2 separate regions of the Mus musculus genome follow, and region 2 is linked to region 1. Evidence: chromatin contacts called from public Hi-C data. All regions are on one chromosome and are shown on one strand. The core of a region is the stretch at or near the end of the contact, and the rest is flanking DNA. Distances in the headings are between cores, read along the strand shown.

The links. A called contact is a pair of places that touch in the nucleus more often than the background predicts.
Region 2: a Hi-C map of cerebral cortex shows a contact between it and region 1, with 2.1 times the contacts expected there. The contact joins two enhancer-like sites. A contact is called at or near these places in 2 of 484 Hi-C or Micro-C datasets (cerebral cortex and myocytes) and 1 of 9 other capture datasets (embryonic stem cells).

Annotation. Positions count from the first base shown.
Region 1 is chr3:84,983,634-84,986,701 of GRCm38.p6, forward strand. No RefSeq gene overlaps it. Among named protein-coding and RNA genes, the nearest start is that of Gm30944, 38 kb to the right of the region's middle. Within about 2 kb of position 1,573, at least 13 of the 459 cell types and tissues checked have an H3K27ac peak or open chromatin away from gene starts, as enhancers often do. A contact at or near this core is called in cerebral cortex, where this site is marked.
Region 2 is chr3:85,367,021-85,370,088 of GRCm38.p6, forward strand. No RefSeq gene overlaps it. Among named protein-coding and RNA genes, the nearest start is that of Gm52637, 17 kb to the right of the region's middle. Within about 2 kb of position 1,486, at least 58 of the 459 cell types and tissues checked have an H3K27ac peak or open chromatin away from gene starts, as enhancers often do. A contact at or near this core is called in cerebral cortex, where this site is marked.

The DNA of each region.
Region 1 (3,068 bases), core at 323-2,822:
CCGATAAAGTAAGGTGGTAGTTTAAACACACCAAAAGGATCCAAAAAGGTAAGGATGCAACGAAGAGCACCCGCGGTAAACACTGGATACGGATTTGGGAGAGCTGAAGCTTACTAACTTAGACTTGTCAAAACTGGATCCAGAGTGAGTGCTTAGAATCAGAACCATACAACAAAGTAGTAAATGTGGGTCCCTTCCTTGTGATATGTTTAAGGAGATCATTAGGTTTGTGTATTAGAAGTGCATCTCATTGTGGCATGGCTCTGCCCATCAGGAGGACTACAACTCCCAGCAACCCATGCCCATCTTAAAGTACTACAACTTCCAGTAACTCATTGCCCTTATGTAGCCTCTTCAGTTTCAAGGTGAATTGGCCAGTCTCACAACTTAGTCTTCTCATCTGTAGGTGAGGTAATATGAGGACAACATGACACAATGTAGGTCAAGTTAGTATAGGGCTTGACATGTAGTCATTAAGGATTTGTAGTTATTACTGAATGAAGAAAAAAAAAGAATAAAAGGAGGGCATGGTATACTAGGTACGGTAGAGGAGAAGTCTTATGGTAGATAGGAGGGAGAGTGCAGACAGAGGCATCAGGGAGAGAGTCCATAGTGGACATGACCAGCAGACTGAGGTGGATCATGTGAGGAGAAGTGAGAAGGAAGAAGAGGGATAGAGAGGAGGGAGCTTGGAGCAAGAGGCCAAAAGGGCTGGTGTAGCCAAAATGGCTGGATTCTATAGGGAAGAGCAGCTAGGGGAAGGGCAGCCCAGCCCTTGGGCTGCAGAAGTTTAGGGTAGAGGGCAGAGTATGCCAGCCAAGAGGACCCTGTAACAGGGACTGAGGGATGCTGGGAGAACCTGGCCACCAGATCCAGTTTGATCCAGTTAAATCAGCGCCTCAGCTCTTTGTCCCAGGTTTGAGACCTAACAACTACTCTAACTTCAGCTGCCTTGTACACTTGGACTGTAAATATTTGTAATTGACTTGTGTAATGAAACACTTTTATTACAGATAATCTCATTTTATTGCCAAGCACACACACACACAAGAAGAGAAACTTGCATTAGGGGATCCACCCACCGCCTTTTTTTTAAAGAAAAGTTCTCATGATGCAGCCCTAAATGTCATGGGATGCTCTACATAGACCGGGCTAACCTCAGACTCACAAAGCTATATCTGTTTACGCTGCCCATGTGCTGAGATTAAAGGTATGGACCACTATGCACTATGTATATCTCATTCAGAATATCTCACTGTCTTGCAAACCTGAGGGTGTGTGTGTGTGTGTGTGTGTGTGTGTGTGTGTGTGCATATCATACCAGTGATCCTCATTCTTGACCTATCAATTTGGAAGATATAACAACCACGAGCCTTAACTCAACTGGAGAGAACTGTAGAAAACACGAGTCAGTTTTCTAGTGTTGTGTGCTGGGATCCCCTCAATCTCTCCAACTGCAAAAACAAAAGAGTTGCTAGAGAACAATTTGTTCTCTGAGCTCCGCACAGCAGAGGAAATACAGGAGGAGTGGGGAAATTGTGTTGGGAAAGTCATAAGCCACCTTTTTTAGGGCGGGCGAGATGACTCAGCCAGAAGGGTGCTTGTCATCAAGCATGACAGCCTGCGTTCAATCCCTGAGATCCACACAGTGGAAGATGAAAACTAACTCCCACGAGTTGCCCTTTGACCTCAACATGCCTGTTCCCTCCCTCTACAGGAATAATAAATGTAATTATAATTTTTAAAGAAGGTCTGTTTTCAGGTCCTTGGGCAGGGGGGCAGGGAATTGCTACAGAAGTTAAATACTTCAGTTACATAAGAATTTTTAAAAATAAATGTTACTGGTCTACTTGTGTGCCAAAAACAGCCATCCAAAGAGAGGAACAGCAAGCTTCTGCATTCTGAGGCTTGAAAGGAGGCCAGACCATGCAGAAGGTAAAGGCGTGCACGGTGAATCCTCAACACATCTCAGCAGCCGAGTGCTATTACCATCATCAGGAAGGAGAGACAACCGGATCCAAATTCCATTTCAGCCACCTGTGTGACTCTACAAGTTTTAATTTTTTCTTACACTTATTATTTACTGGGAGACATGTACACGGTGGCATCCTACATGTGTGGAGGCCAGAGTGTGTGACTAATTCACTTTGCAGTGATCATCGTCGTCACTGCCACTACCACTAACAGTGTCTTGGTGACCATTTTCAGACTTACTCATCAATAAGACTTCCGGGGTACAATATTCAAAATGCCTTCCCAAATGTGCCAGGGATCTGAAAGTCTCCCTTTGGGAATATAGTGTGCAGTGGAGTCTCATTTCCTGAGAGACGAAACTTCCATCTTAGCCCACTTCCATCTTAGCCCGCACTTGGGAATCGAAAGCATGCAAAATCATGCCCAGGTTTCTTGGTCTTTCACTGTCAGTCTCTTAAATATGATAGGATGGCTGAGCATTTGGAAAAAGGGTGAAATTTCAGAGTAACACCCCCCACCCAAATACCATAAGAAACCTTGGTAAGGGACTATAATATGGAACTATAGAGCTGGCTCAGTGGTTAAGAGCACATACTGCTCTAACAGAGGACCACCATTGGGTCCCAGCACCCACGCTGACTCACAACTGCCTACACCTCCAGCTCTAAGGGATCTGATGCCTCTGTAGACACCTATACTGTTGTGCACACACACAAAGAATATGAAATCTTATAAAGAATCATGTTACCCTCACAGGAGAAAACACTGCATCGTGTAAGGGGGTAAAATGCAACTTTTAAAAAGAGCTCATGGAAACTGAAATATGGGAGAAAAATTATCTATTCAAAATAAAAATTAAAAGAGTTAAGAAGACATAAATGGAAAGCTAAAGTAGGGAAAAATAAAAAAATTAGAAGATTAGACTGGAACAAGAAAATGAACAGAATTGAAAGCTGATTGGAAGGACTGCTGAGGTGCCTTTGAGAAAAACAAATTAAACCCTGAGAGAAAAAGAAAAGCAGAGATTTAAAAAAGAGAGCTAGAGGGGCTGGGGTATAACTGTGTTAACAGGGCTCTCACCAGACATGTACAAG
Region 2 (3,068 bases), core at 236-2,735, 380 kb after region 1:
AATATATTGGAGATGCTTTTCCATGTTGTTGATCTTTTATATTATAAGAAATGACTGCATAATATTCCAATTCAGCAACATTTATTACTTATTCAACAAAGGTCTTACTCATCTCTGATGGCTACTGTTATGCCTGAATACATGCCAATATAAAGAACTAGCTCTAGGAGAGTTAATGGATCAAGGAGTGTGCATAATACTGAGACCACATGACTGAAATCGCAAGTCTGATCTGCTGGGAGGATTGAGAACTAAGGTTAGAGGAAATCCCAGAGAAAATGTGGCCTGTAATGAAGACTGAACAAAGCATCATTGGTGAAGGGGTCATACTTTACTGAGGTATAGGGTATTGCTTTGGCAGCAAACAAAACCAAGTGGGAGAGTGGGGTCCATGGGGCAGTTCAGAAATCTGCTCAGCCTCCTTTGGATGGCTCTGTCCTTCTCCATACAGCTCCTGTATGTTCCACACAGGAAAGTTTTCTAAGCTGAAGAACAGGATCTTGCCAGAGGGAGAGAAGGAAGAGAAGGGGAAAAAAACATGGAAAGAGGAAAGAGAGGACTTATTGAAAGAAGATTGTTTTTGAAGGAAGGATTGCTAGCTCATAGGTTCCATTGGTGTGATATCTCTGCAGCCACCAACCTCATGACCCTTGAAAGACAAATGTAAAACATCTATACCAACATGTTTGTCTCCTCTGTGACTAGCCAAGTGAGGATGTTGTCCCAGTTGCTTTGACATCACACTGAAATAGTAGCTTAGTACAAATATAGATGGCTGAGAACTTTCAGAACTGTCCATAAATAGTGTGGGGGAAGGACTTTGAGACTGTATCCAGTGATGCCATTTCAATCACAACGCTAGGAAACCAACAGTAAGAAGCATCAACCATTGTCTCAAATAACCATGGAATGTATCTTCAGTTCTGGGCTTATGTATAGCAAGTGGAGGTGACCCTGCAGCCCAGAACAAACACAGTGTACATTCACATAGGAAGGAGAGAAGGCAAAAGAGAGACTAAGGACAGAAAAGAAAGAGAGGGGCAGAGCAGACAGAAGTGAAAGGAGAGAGAAAAGACACAGCTTCATCGCCTCAGAAGCACGAGAGGAGTGACTTGGGTACCATTGTGAGGACTTCCTGGACAAGGGGTCCTGGAAATTCTTCATCCACTTCCACGTCTGTTTCATAGCAAGGGGTGTGGAGTTTCTAAACAGTCTGCATCATATCTGACCCTTCTAATTCTGCCCCCTTCTGCAGGTACTTGGACTGGTCTCCCAGGAAGAACGTGGGGAGTCTTAGGATATTTGATAGACTAATCTTTAATGAACCAACAATGTATCATCAACACTGTAGAAACATACTTGTACAAAGTCCTGTCATGGAGAGCGCCATGTCACTTCAAGGACTAGGTTCTAACAAGATCTGCATAAAGAATCTCTGGTATCCATGCTTTCTGAGTGCCTGCTTCTGCACGGATCTGGGCAAGATCATAAGCCCTGCTTACATCATTGTCACCCAGGATGGAGGGTGGTTTCAATTGACAGCAGAGACTGGCAGGAGCCTGGAAAAGTACAATAATATTCGAAGTTGCCTTCAGTCTTATTTTTATTTGGGCTAATTTGCATGACTGGTGGATGCCAAATGAAGATATTTTTCCTTCTCCTTGGAATAGCTTCATTTTAAAATATCGTTCTTTTCAAAGTGCCCAAATATTACTGTGGTGAATAACGAGCAGACGGGAAGTGGGAAGGGTGGGGCAGGTTCAAATGCTTTATGCTCGGCAGAATAACTTAGCTTTTCAGATTTCTAGCCTCCCTCTGTTCTGCTCATCTGAGGGCACCATGCCCTCCATTCCGTGGAGATGCAGCCACCCAAGAGCCCCATCAAACTCCATCGACCTCCTACACGCAGCCTATTCGAAGGGCGTATGGCAGCTGCCCCTCTGCAGGATTAGCATGACTCACTCTATAAGCGAGGGAAAGCTTCCAGGCTGTGGGACTTTGCTACTTGCAACTCTGCCGGAAGCATCCATCACTCTGCAGCGAGGGAGAAAAACAACCCAATGTCTCATCGAGTCATAGACACTCTGAAAATGGAGTTGCAAGGAGGTTTGTTTTTTTATCCCTTTTGGAGCAGGCACTATCAGGAAGCCACCGACAGTTAAATGTTTGACTAATTTGAGCGCACAGCTTTTTTTTTTGTTAAGAGAAAAGAGTGTATCTGTCTGGTTTCCAGAATGGTAGGTGCCATATTGCAGAGTTCCACTGTTATTTCCCCAGCCCTAGTGAGCTGCTGTCTCTCCCTCCTCTACCCAAAGCTGCACCACCCTCCCAGGCCCTTGTAAAATGTCAGCAGTTCTTCCAGGAAGCCTCGCCCCTGTACCAGTTCATCTCACCGCTAAACAATTTAGAGATTAATAATGTAGCAACAGGAGAGAGATTAAAAAGCCATCTGGTGAGCAAGCCCAGGCACAGCTTAAAATACCTACAGCACCAGAAAGAGATGAGTGCTCAGAGAGCAAGGCTTGGGGTCAGAGCGCTCTGAACTCAGTGTCTAAACCTTGGACTTACTAGCTGTGTTCATTTGGGGTGGTCACTTAACCTTGTCCTGCGGGTCAGGGGATAATACTCATCCCTCTCTCAGAGGACTTTAGAAATGAATTTATTGTCGTTGCAAACAGGCTAATGCAAATGGCATAAGCACGTTAATCCTGCAGCAGGGATTGACCATCGTCCATCCTTGGGGAATACCACCAGCTTCGGGGCTGTTAGAGTGAGACTGACAATGTGCTGGGCAATCCCCTCACATCTGCCTATAGAGATCGGCAGATGCCAGGGTCTAGACAAAAAGCTTCACTGTCTCTGACCCTCATTGGCTCTGGGAGTCGGAGCTCACAACATTTCAAGAGTATCTTCTTTCATTCACCAAACACTTGTGCTTTATGTACCGGGGCGCTCATCTTGGAGACAAGCCTCCTTACCCTCAAGGAGTCAGAAAATAGATGACATATTAGAGGCGTAGAGAGCACGCTCCCAGTCACGTGATGGCGTTGAGAGCACGCTCCCAGTGA